2 separate regions of the Mus musculus genome follow, and region 1 is linked to region 2. A link is a contact called in public promoter capture Hi-C data. All regions are on one chromosome and are shown on one strand. The core of a region is the stretch at or near the end of the contact, and the rest is flanking DNA. Distances in the headings are between cores, read along the strand shown. Region 1 overlaps Agap1 (ArfGAP with GTPase domain, ankyrin repeat and PH domain 1). Region 2 holds the start of Spp2 (secreted phosphoprotein 2).

Region 1 (5,626 bases), core at 988-3,487, 1.1 Mb before region 2:
AATGGGCAGCCTGCACAATGTAGTGCAGAGGCTAAGGGCATGGAGACAGGCGAGTGGCGGGACACCTGTTACAAGGGTCAAATAATCATTGCCAGGACAAACATGGCATCATGAACAGCAATTTCCAAAAAGCACTTACTGTTGATCCACATGGGGAAAAATAAAGCCGGCAGGGAGAGAATAACACGTAAGGTAAGCTACTGGAAATTAGACTGGAGTCAGCTCAGAATCACAGTGACACACAGCAATAGGGTATCTCTGAGAAAGTGTGCTTCCCCTCCCCCCAAACTGAGGAGGTGCTGTCCCTGTAAGTACTCCAAAGACAAAGTAAAGTTTTAGAGAAAGACAGAAGCCCGGGGCCAGGAAAACAGCTGGCAGACACAGACAGGCCGACATACACTGCCCTGAACTTCCAACTTTTTGACATTTACCAAAGTGCAGCTTGAGTTATTCCCAGGAATGCTAGGAAGGCATTCTACCCAAAAAGGGGGGTGGGGTGGGTGGAGACATTCATTTTCTAACCCCATGCGTCCCTAAAACACACTCATGACACACTAAAAACAGGAATTCCACATTATGGGAGCCTACATATACTTCTGCTCAGATTTGTGCCCCAGAAATTGTAAAATGTAGAGTGTCTTGTCCAGCATTCTAAACTCTCATTTCCGAGAATGTGCATATGTGTGTGTCTGTCAGCAGATGGTAGGCAGAGCAGGTACTTCAGATGGCTTATGAAAGACCTCCGATCTTAACCAGAATTACATTTCTGAAGGAAAAAAAAGGCTCCTGCAGGCAATGTGGGTGGCAGGTCTGCAGAAGCAGCATCCGATGTTACTAACTGGAGGACAATGGAGTGACGCTCACCTCACCCAACCTAAGCAGGCTGGGGACAGGGGTCCTAATCCAGGAAGGCCAAAGGGCTTGTCTGCCACTAGGCTTCGGAATTTGCTCCAGGACACTGTTAACAAGACTGTAGGAGAATAAGAAGGTGGCAGGTAACAGGGGCAGATAAATAGGCAAGAGAAGAGAGGCCAGTCTGTCCCACACATGTTCCTCCTGCAGTTCCTCCCAACTAGACGATTTAATTACAGACTCAGCTTTACACACTGCCCTGTGGTAAACAACCAGGAAACACAACTCTGTCCTACTCTCTAATTAAAGCAACCCTGTGGTGGGGGAGATGGCGTTCTGAATTTTAGGGTTTCCTTGTTCCTCAGTTCTGAGTTGGGAGTCTAGGAACTAGGGGTGGGGGGAGGCAGAGTTCAGGCCTTTTCAGGGACAGTCCTTCCATGTCCAGTTAGAAGCTGGACCCTTGAGGTGAGGTCGGGTGTGTGGAACAACACCACCCCTCCGGCCTGGAGCCATTATGACCACCACTGATCATTGTCTTCTGAGTGTGGTAGAGCCTAGGGTGTAGGGAGCTGGGTCAGTGTGAGTCGGAGCGCAAACACTGCTAGCATCTCAGGCCCATCCAACTCGCTGTAATCTCCATCTGGGAACTAGTCGACAGCAGTGTGAAACCCTGGTGGACACTTGGCTCTCTGCAGTTGTCCCCCTCAGGCAGGGACAGAGAGCATCAGTGATGGATGGTATTCTGCCCATGGGAAGAGAAAAGAGAACCTGTAAACAAGTCACTACACGATTGTGCCCTGGAGGCTGGTCACACACACACACACACACACACACACACACACACACACACACACACACAACTCAAGAGAGGACTCCCAAGAGCCTAGACTGCTAGGAGCATCCCTTGTGGGTCTCAGAAACACACATGGGCAGTTACACTATGAAGAGGAAACTGTCCATTCTTGGTCCCCTGGGGCCCTTGCAAATGATCCAAGGAGGAAGAACTATGGCAGCTGAACCACGGTTTCCTCTCAGCATCCGGAGTTTGGCCCAGCAGAATGATGTGCAGCAAGTAGAGCAAGCGTAAGTCTCACACAGACCCAGACGTGATAAAGGTGATGGGGAAGAGGGAGAAGCTCCACCTCCTATGAGGTCACCCACTCAGGCTTCCACATCTGGTCTTAAACATCTTCCTCCTCCTGTTCTCCTCCCACCTCTTTGGTCAGAGTTGCTGAGCAACAGCAACCAAGAGAAACAAACTCCCTTTCTTCGCTCTTCTTCCTCTGTCCACCCTGGAAAGTCTGGGATTCCCCAGGTCCTAACCCAGGCCATGAACTCTCTGGCCGCACGGCCACAGTGGATGACCTCATCCAGCCCATGGCATCTTCCCAACCTTCTGTGGACGGAATGTTCAGCTCTAAGCTCCCTCAAGCTTACCTTTACCCTGTTACCTCCTACATATCTGCAGAAGGCTCCCAACATCCCAGCCGGCTGACCCTTGTGCAGTCCCGTCCTCCAGTGCCCTGAGAACAGCCACTCAAGTCGTCCCACATCTGAGCTCCCACCCGCCCTTCAGTCTTGAGAGCAAGAGTCTGACCAACCATCCTGCCCACTAAAGCTCTCGAGGAGTGTTCTCAGTTCCCCAGCCCCGGTGAGTCACCTTAGGCCATGGTTCTCAACACATCATATTGTCCTGTAGAGCATCTGGTCTGGCTTGTCATTAGATGGGAAGGGTGCTGGTGCCATATTCTGTATAAGGCCAAGAATGCTAACAAATCCTGTACACTATTCAGGACACCTCACAACAGAGAATCGCCTGAAGTACAATGTGGAGTGCGCCAGACCTGCGAGCTGATGCCAGGGCCGTCCCCCTCAGCTTGCTGCCGGCTTCTTTTCCTCCCCTTCCAGCCTGACCTCCACCAAGAAAGCAGAGCAAGCCCTGGACCCCCTCTCTATGCTCTCGTCATCCGATCCCAAAAAGCAAAGCCAGCGACTGACAATGTTCTTTCTCACCCTTCCCTTTTCTCGACAGGTACGTTGGTTTGGAGTTTGTTTTTAATACTGTGTGTTTGATAATATTCAACCTACTGTTTGTTAATTTGTCTTGCATCTTATTTAAATATTTGCATGCATGCACACGTTTTCACATGTGTGTACACATATGTGTCTGTTTGCAGCACACAACTTACATACAAAGGGCAGAAGACAACTTTATGGAGGCAGCTCTCCCTTTACTTTTCTACATGTTCAGTAGACTGAAGTCAGGTCACCAGGACGGCATGGCAAGCATCTTTACCCACTGAGCCATCTTAATAGCTGTCTTAGTTTGAGTTTCATTGCTGTGAAGAGACGCCCTGACCAAGGCAACTCTTATAAATGACAACACTTCACTGGGGCTGGCTTACAGGTTCAGAGGTTCAGTCCATTATCATCAAGGCAGGGAAAATGGCAATGTGCAGGCAGGCAGGCGTGGTGCTGGAGAAGGAGCTGACAGTCCTACACGTTGGTCCACAGGCAGCAAGCAAGGAGGAGACTGTTACTGAGCAGAGCCTGAGCATAGGAGACCTCAAAGCCCACCCCCACAGTGACACACTTCCTCCAACAAGGCCACACCTCCTAATAGTGCCACTCCCCTTGGGCCAAACATTGAAGCACACCAGTCTATGGCAGCAAACCTATACAAACCACTGCACTAGCCTTCCTTAACTCTTAATAAAGCAAATTAACATTTTCTACCAATGTTTTAGATATTATTTTTTGACTCTTGGAGCACATTCCAACCTTCTTCCTTGCTTTGGTCAGTGTTTCTGGAACATTCTAGAGACACGACTCACTGCACATTCACTCTTCTCACCATTCTGGCTGTTACCAGTTCCCTCCACAGAGGAGGCTAGGTGGCTCAGCTACCCCGCCACTCGGATTTCTATGAGTGAGCACACACATACCCAGAGAGGGAGATGAGAGGAGAGAGAGAGAGAGAGAGCAAGGTGTCTCCCTACAACTGGTATCATGTCCATATGTATTGGGATGTGACCACTTTATATTCCAGAGTCTTCTTTAGAAAAAAACTTTGTTTGTTTTGAGATCAAGCCTCACTGCATACTCCTGGCTGGCCTAGAACTTACAATGTTATTGTTTAAGTTTTTGACACTTAATTCTGTTTAGCACTCGCTCGCATGTGTGTGTGTGTGTGTGTGTGTGTGTGTGTGTGTGCCACAGTGCACATGGGGTTGGTTTTCTCCTACCACCAAGTGGGTCCCAGTGACTGAACACAAGCCATCAGGCTTGGTAGCAGGAGCCTTTACTCCATGAATCTCACCAGATTTCTTGAGTTTTCTTTAGTTTTTCTGTTACCGTTTTTCTTCCTTAAGCAATCACTGTCCTTTCCCTCAAGAAACAAACTTCTCTTGCTACTTTCATGAGTCATATACCCGCTATTTGCAGCTCTATGTGCTAGGTACAACCAAAGGCTCATAACATCTGTACATAGCAGGCACTGACCCATTGTTCACATAGGGACGGGGCACAAAGTGATTAAATACATCAGGGTTATATCCCTGGAAAGTAGTAGAGCCGAGATTCAGACTCCAGAAATTCACAAGTCGGTGTATCCCTCTATACCACAGCCCTCTCCTACTTCCTAGAGACAAGAGCATTTGTTTCCATTGATGAGGACAGCCTGAACCCAGACAGTCACTTTTAATCTACTTGATCAACTTCCCATGTTCCAACCAAGGCCGGGGACAGAGGAACCCTGGGAAAATGGGAAGAATGTCGCTAGCACTCACAGCCAGTGGGTGCTCGAAGCCTATAGATATGACCTCCCAACCACCTAGCCACCTCTGGGAGATAAATCTATATGTCAACCTGAATGGGCCAAGGGATGCCCAGGCAGCTGCTATAAACCATGACTTGTAGGCATATCCACAGGATGCCTGGGGAAGAGTCAGCGTTTGGATTAGCACACTGTGCAAAGCAGCTCACCCTCAAACACAGATGAACACTGCCCAATCCACTGGATGGGAGAGCAAAACATGAAGGTAGAAAGATAGTGGCCTTGCTCTCTCAGCTGGGACATCTATCTTCTGTACCCAGACACCCGGTTGTGTGGCAAGCTCAGAATTTCTTCTGTGTAGTCACATGCATGGCTCAGTGTTCAGAATAATCTCTGGCTGAGTCTGGCCTCTCTCAGGTTGCCTAAGATAACCTCTCTATCCATTTCCCCATGTGAGGAGACACTTCCTCTTCCCACTCAGAATAATCAGATATACACTGCCCTCTGGCCTAGAACTTTCCCCCTGAAAATCATAACTACATTTTGAGTTCTCATGGTGTACTGGCAAACTTGTATCACAAGAGCTTAAAGAGTGTGGCTTACCCTTAGTGGGAAAGGAAGTGGCCTGGGGTAACCATCATGTACATACATGCAGAACCAAGGTGCAATGTGTAATTTCAGTGGCCTTAGGCTGCTGTAACAAAACACCACAATCTAAGAAGCTTACCAAACAGAAAGGCATGGTCTCACAGCCCTTCTGCCCTAGGCCTAGCTCTGGTTATTTTTGGAGCAAGCTGTGACATTCCATACCTGGTAGGCACAACATCGCAACTTCTGTCTTCATTCTCACCTGACACCTGCACATATGTCGTGACCTTTCTACAATAAGGACACCAATCAGTGTCACTTATTCACCCTTAATGGGGTGACCTCCCTCTAATGAATCACATCTGTAGAGACAACATTTCCATTCTGGAAATCACACTCTGAGATACAGAT
Region 2 (6,089 bases), core at 930-3,429:
TGTAAGGGGTTGCAGAGACAAAAGGCCATCCCAACTAGTGAGGGGGTCTGTCTCACACAGAGGAGAAACAGAATAGCGGGATGTAGCGTAAAGGCCATCTCTGTTCCGTAACTTTGCAGTTGTTTCCTGTGACATTGTGGAATGCAGAGCTCAAGGAAAGACCATGGGGACTCAAATGATGGGGAAGAGCAAAAGTGGCTCAGGAACAGGCAGGCATGGGGTGGGCAACACAGAGACAGCTAAGTGCCACACTAAGCATCTGCTAGGATCACATCTGTGAGTGGCTAATCTTTAGGTGCCCGGGATCAGGCCCATATGACTATACCAAGATGGCCACATGTCAGATTATGTTGTGTCGGCCGTGGCTCACTGGTTACCTGTCCACAGTGTCCCAGGTTACTTCTCTCTGAATCTGTCCTTGTGCTCCTATTCAATGAACTGTTTCGTTCTGTAGTGAGCAATGGCTAAATTAAAAATGATGTAAACTATAGATCTGCAAGTTTGGCAAGGAGCTATGGGTTCTACAACATTCTAAGAAGATTGCATTCGGTGCCAACGGAATGTGGCCTAGGTGCTGGCATGAGCAGGGTGGGAGGGAGAGGCAGCGTCATTCTGATGAGGCTTTCTTCTAGAAGCAGCTTGACCTTTGGCTAGCAGCTGCCTACACCTGCCTCTAAGTGCCTCCCCACCAGCGTGCTCAGTGTGAACCCTGACAGTCAGGTGCTGGGTGGGGCTGGCAGCTCACTCTAGCTCAGTCTACACCTTCACAACCCAGTTATCCAGCTAGAAAAGGCAACCAAAGCAATGAAATTTGCTTTGCATTTGGGAGAAAGAAAACTTGGAACCAGTGTCTGCAAAAGGGGACCAAAGGGACATGTTTTACATGCAGTTGAGCTGGGAGAATGAAGTGTGTATGCTGTTGAGGAGCAGAGGAGCAGCTGAGTGTGAGAGGAGCAGCTGAGTATGAGAGGAGTAGCTGAGTGTAAGTAAGAGGTGGTAGCCTAGAATAGGGTGGAAAAGGGAGCAGCCAGTAGGAGCGGCCATGTGGCCTCTGTGTGGAGGTAGTGGCTGCTGACCACAAGGCTCTACTCATGTCTCCATGAGCTTGTCAGTCCTATTTCTTCTTCATGTCTGTCCCTACCTCCCTGTTAGCCCAGTTAAGCCTATAAGAAGACAGAGAGACTCCTCAGGGAGCAGGAAGGAGAAAGGCCTCTCTATGATCCTGTTCTGCTTCCCCCTCACTTTGGCCACAGTGAGTCACAGCAAGCCCGAGATAATGTCTCTTTCCCAAGTTCTCTAGGTGATCGGGAAACAGCACTATCAAGTCCACCAGAGTGGGTGGGTTTCATGGACTCAGAAGCCAGCGTTTCTTTCCTATAAACACTGGTAGCCCAATGCTGAGTGGGGAGAGAGTCTCTTTCTCATTAGGCAGCACCTCCCAATCAAACAGCATCACAAGGACTTCTGGGATCTTCACCCCAAACCAGGACACACACAGAGAAAAGCCGAGGTCAGAGGGAAAACACAGAGGGAAGAATCAGATGTCCCAGGAAGCTTTGACAGCCTCGGGACAACAACAACAACAAAATGTAATTAAATCTCTTCTCAGTCCAAAAAGTCAGCATGGAAGAGGACAGACTGTGATCATTGTAAACAGAAGAATAATCTACTCAACAAAGTAGGTGAAGTCAAGACGGGGGCGGGGGTGGTAAAAAAATGGCTCAGGGAGGTATCTCCATTCACTTACTCTCTTCAAGGAGCTCCGGGTCGCCCGAAACAGGTAAGGACTCAGGGACTGCGAGTTCACCTTTGCCACTGAGGCACTGAGAGCTTCCTGCAGAGAGGAAGGGTCGTAGTCGTACACCGGGAAACCTAGACAGCAAACACACAGGCCACAGTGAGAGAGAGATGAGGCACCGAGAGGGCTGTGATCACCTAGGGCAGGTGGCCAGCGGTGGCATGTGTCCTTTACCTGTGGCACACCAGTAGTGCATGCCCAGCACCAACAAAGCCAGCGTCTTCAGCATTGCCTGCTCCATACTGAGAGGATGGCGACCCAGAGTCAGGGAGACGGCCTCTCTCCAGGCTTCTGGATGACAGCTCTTTCAGAGGGTGGCTGTCTTATTCTTGTCACCTGTGACCTAGCTGCCCTGGCTGGCTGGAGCAATCTGGAACCTCAGTAGAGATGATTGATTCCGGTGTCAATATTTACTGCTGACTTTTCCTGTGGAAAAATTCCAGACTGAGGCCACTTTTGAAGTTTGGACCTCTCCGAGGGACTTTATCCCACAGCAGGAGACATTCAGAGAGGCTTGGGTCTCCCTGTATAATGTTTATCTTCTCTCTTTGCATTTTGTTCTTTGGGGGAGGGGACATAATTGTGGACTCAACAAAACGGTGACTTTAAAGCTTGTGCATCTAGTCCTTTCCCAGGTCCTCAAAATCCTTCACCCTCCACCTCTCAATGCCAGAGTCCTCCCTTCCTAGAGACTGCACTCACGCGGAGTGATTTTCCTGTTGGCTTAGCTCTGCCTGCCACCTCCACTACAGAGGCCATGGTTCAGAAACCACAATGGCCGTGTTTGTGATAGGGAGAGTAATGAAGCATGCAGCGGATGAGTGAGTGTATGAGTGCACCAGGTCTCACTCAACTGTCTTTCAGGTCTTTCATTTGAAGCTGGCGCTAACTTCTGGTGTATAACAAGTACCCAGAGCGTAATACCACAAGACAATGACCACTGGAATTTGTAATTCCGTTACTTTTAACCTGGTTTGAACTCAATTCCATTAGAGTCTTCCAGATTGAACTAATGTCACCATCTGGCTCCAAACGCTCTGGACTCATTAAATGAACTGCAGTAATAAAAGCAATTGCAGATGAGCGGAGGAGATGAAGGGAACAACAGCATCCTGTTGCCAGCACTGAGCTATTGATTTTGCTTGACGTTTGCTGGGGTGAGGGAGGGGGGGACCACTGCATTTCTCAGATTCTCTTGGCTATAATTAAGTGTTAGCACCAGGCGTGCAGGGTGGGCTCTGATGGAAGCTAGAAAGCAATGACTTTTAAAATGCCCCTGCAGAATTCCATCATGTCTTGTAAACCCAGAAGATTAAATATAAGCCATCCAGTCACGCTCATGCTATGGTGATTTCTTGTTCTTCCTCCGGTTTGCAGAAATGTGTGCCTCCATCATCCCAGTGATTTTCTGCTATTCCAGCCCCCAAATACTCGGTCAAAGTATTCAAAATTGGGTGGCAGTAAGTGAAGCATTGTATAGCCCTGCACACAGTCCCTGGAAATTTATATAAAGTACATCACAGACCATTTAACAGGAGTACCTGGGAACACACTGAGCAAGAACCGATGGGCTATGGCTGCATCGTAAATGAAGATGCATTACTTTCCAAGGTCATTTCCTCTTTCTCATCCTCCCCATCATATTATTTGCACTGGGGTGGGATCACTAAATTTAGAACAAATGTAAAAATGGAATCTTCAACTGATCCCTAAACCACGAACTTCACAGCTGCCTTCTGATTTCTTATAGCATCACGATTGCTAAACTGAGCTCCGTCACTAAGAGTCTGCTTTCTGTCCTCATCTCAGTATTTCTGGGTTCTGGAAACGTCAGTGGTGCCATCAGAATAGGCATCATGCAAAGACCCCAGATAGCTTCAGCACCACCTAGGACTTTCACTGAAAATGTGTACCTTCCAGACCCACCCAGAAGGACCCAACAGAGACTCCAGAGAGAGGACCAGTTGCCTTTATTTGACAAACCCTTCTCCCACCTCTCTTTCTCTCTCCCCCTTCCTCTTCCTCTCCCCCTCTCCTCCTCCTCTCCCTCTCTCTCCATGTGATTCAGATCCACACCCATGCCTGAGAAATGAGAATACATACAGAACAGAGATTCTCAGCCAGGGAACTTTGCCCCTGTGAGTGTTATGGCTTGAATATGAAATGCGGCTCCCCACCCCACCACTCCGTCCCACTGCCATAGACCCTTGGTGATGCTATTTGTTTTGGGAGGCAGGGCCTGCACAAAGGAAGTGTCTCAAAGGTGGTGGACCCCCAAGGAATACTTCCTTTTTAGCTCCTTCTGCTTCTGGTCCCCTTGACAGGGACAGCTTTGTGCCTCCACAGTGCCCCTGCCTCTGTTCCAATTCTGATGGACCATAGGCAATTTGGTTTCTAAGAAAGTGAAGATTTTGAGAAAGCTTCCTGCTGTTTGTTTACACCGAAGCCACATCATTTTACCTCCCTGTGAACACTGTTCCGAGGTTCTGGTGTCCACATTGAAGGTGGGCTTTGGGGTTTCAAAAGCCCAAGCCTGTCCCAGTGTCTCTCTTTCTCTCTTCCTGCTGCCTACAGTTTTGGATGTAGAACTCTCAGCTATCTCTTAGCTCCATGTCTGCCCGGGTACCACCATGCTCCTCGGCATGATGAAAATGGACTAAACCTCTGGAACTGTAAACAAGCCGCAATTAAATGCTTCCCGGTACAGTATATGCTGTGGTCATGTGTCTCTTCCCAGCACTAGAACCCTAAGACAATAGACAAGCAAATGTGAGTCACAGGGTCCTAGTGACAGCCACAAAAGGACATGTACCATTCTGTGGACAGTGTAGCCAGGATCACAGACCACACATCACGGCCATGGTACATTTGGGAAAAATTGTAAAGTGGATGTCCTGGGAGGATGAAGACCCGAAGAAATTTAGCTGTGCAGAGGTGAGATTGGGGGTGGGACAGGGAAGAGCCAAGTTCTCCCTCTCTGCAATCAGGCAACAAAGATCTGGAAGGTCAAGAAATAGCAGAAGCCTGCCATTTGAAATATGAAAATAAAAAGCAGAAGGAAAAACAAACAAAGTTGTTTTTTTTTTTTTCTCAAAAGTCATGAGTGGTGACTTCAGCTCCCGGTTAACATGTGGTAGGCAAGGATTACTGTTTCTTAATAAGCCCTATATTCTTGGTTTTCTAAAATAGGTTAAGCATTATTCCTTTTATGAAACAAAGCTGAGGTTGACTTAAATATAGAATTTACACATAAGCATCAAGAGAAGGAGAGAAACCTGTACAAGAAAGACAGCCATGTACAGGTTACACGGAGCACCGGCTTCTCATGAGGCTGCCTCAAATACAACTGCAAGAAAGAACACTAAATTAAGCTCAGGGTCTCAAGACCAGAACTGCTCCAGATGTTAGCATAGACAATCTATTTCTCTTTAAAATGCCCACCCATGTGTCATCCTGTAACTGGCATACTGAATGTGGTAACTCTGCCTGTCACCACAGATGCCAATGAGCAGAAAAAGGAATTCAGGCTTTAAGCTGCATTTTGTGTAAAGACCTGGCAATCTGAGAAGTCAGTGGATTAACACCCTAAAAAAACCTCCTGCCTTCACATTCCAGCCAGCAGATTATACAGGGAGAATCAGGAGGCGGGGGAAACCGAGGTGGTTAGCCATCCCGGAGCTCAGTCTTGGCTCTCTGATCAAGGGATGTCTCTGGGGCTTGTGATGTCTGTCTCTTGTGATCACCTCTTTGCACTCTTCCCTCATGCTCTGGATGTGTGGGAGCAGACATTCCTCACATTGCTGAGTGTAGTTAATGTGTGCTAGCACCAACATATACTCCTCCAGGGCATCTGGGATGGAGGAGGGTTAACTCTAAACAAGCCATTAACAGTGTCTGTGCTGAGCTAGTCACATGTGTGTGCTAACTTCAGCCTCCAATATGGAATTTAAAAGGGCCCCTGTCCACCCCTCCATCTGCTACTGATACTTTTGGGGAGACAAGGAAAGGATGCAGTGAGATAGCTTACCAACCCATGTCCTTTCATGAAGGTACAGGACTGAAGGCCTAAAGTAAGTCCTGTGTCTGGTACCATCTTCACTATCAGCAAGCACACATGCAACACTTGAAGGGTAAAGGAAATGGAAGAACTGAATGACCTCCACTGAAGAACTGAATGACTTCCATTGAAGAAATGAATGACCTCCATCTGAAGATATTTTGAAGACTTGACACTTTTGGGAACTATATTTGGTAACATGGCAACTCCTTGGTGCACCATAAGGTGGCATGT

What was found. Promoter capture Hi-C pulls out the DNA fragments that hold promoters and counts their contacts.
Region 1: a contact with region 2 is called in a promoter capture Hi-C map of liver, with 6 times the contacts expected there. The contact joins the enhancer-like site here to the promoter of Spp2 in region 2. A contact is called at or near these places in 7 of 39 promoter capture datasets (the C10 cell line, embryonic stem cells, hippocampal neurons and 2 more).

What each region holds. Positions count from the first base shown.
Region 1 is chr1:89,552,067-89,557,692 of GRCm38.p6, reverse strand. All of the region lies in intron 1 of Agap1 (ArfGAP with GTPase domain, ankyrin repeat and PH domain 1), which reads right to left. It overlaps Gm41914 (a long non-coding RNA gene), which reads left to right. Exons shown (of 5, transcript XR_003947925.1): 3 at 1-1,935; 4 at 2,321-2,503; 5 at 2,646-3,185. Among named protein-coding and RNA genes, the nearest start is that of Gm41914, 26 kb to the left of the region's middle. Within about 2 kb of position 2,237, at least 91 of the 459 cell types and tissues checked have an H3K27ac peak or open chromatin away from gene starts, as enhancers often do. A contact at or near this core is called in liver, where this site is marked.
Region 2 is chr1:88,403,100-88,409,188 of GRCm38.p6, reverse strand. It overlaps Spp2 (secreted phosphoprotein 2), which reads right to left and starts at 2,179. Exons shown (of 8, transcript NM_029269.3): 1 at 1,973-2,179; 2 at 1,748-1,872. The coding sequence starts at 2,039.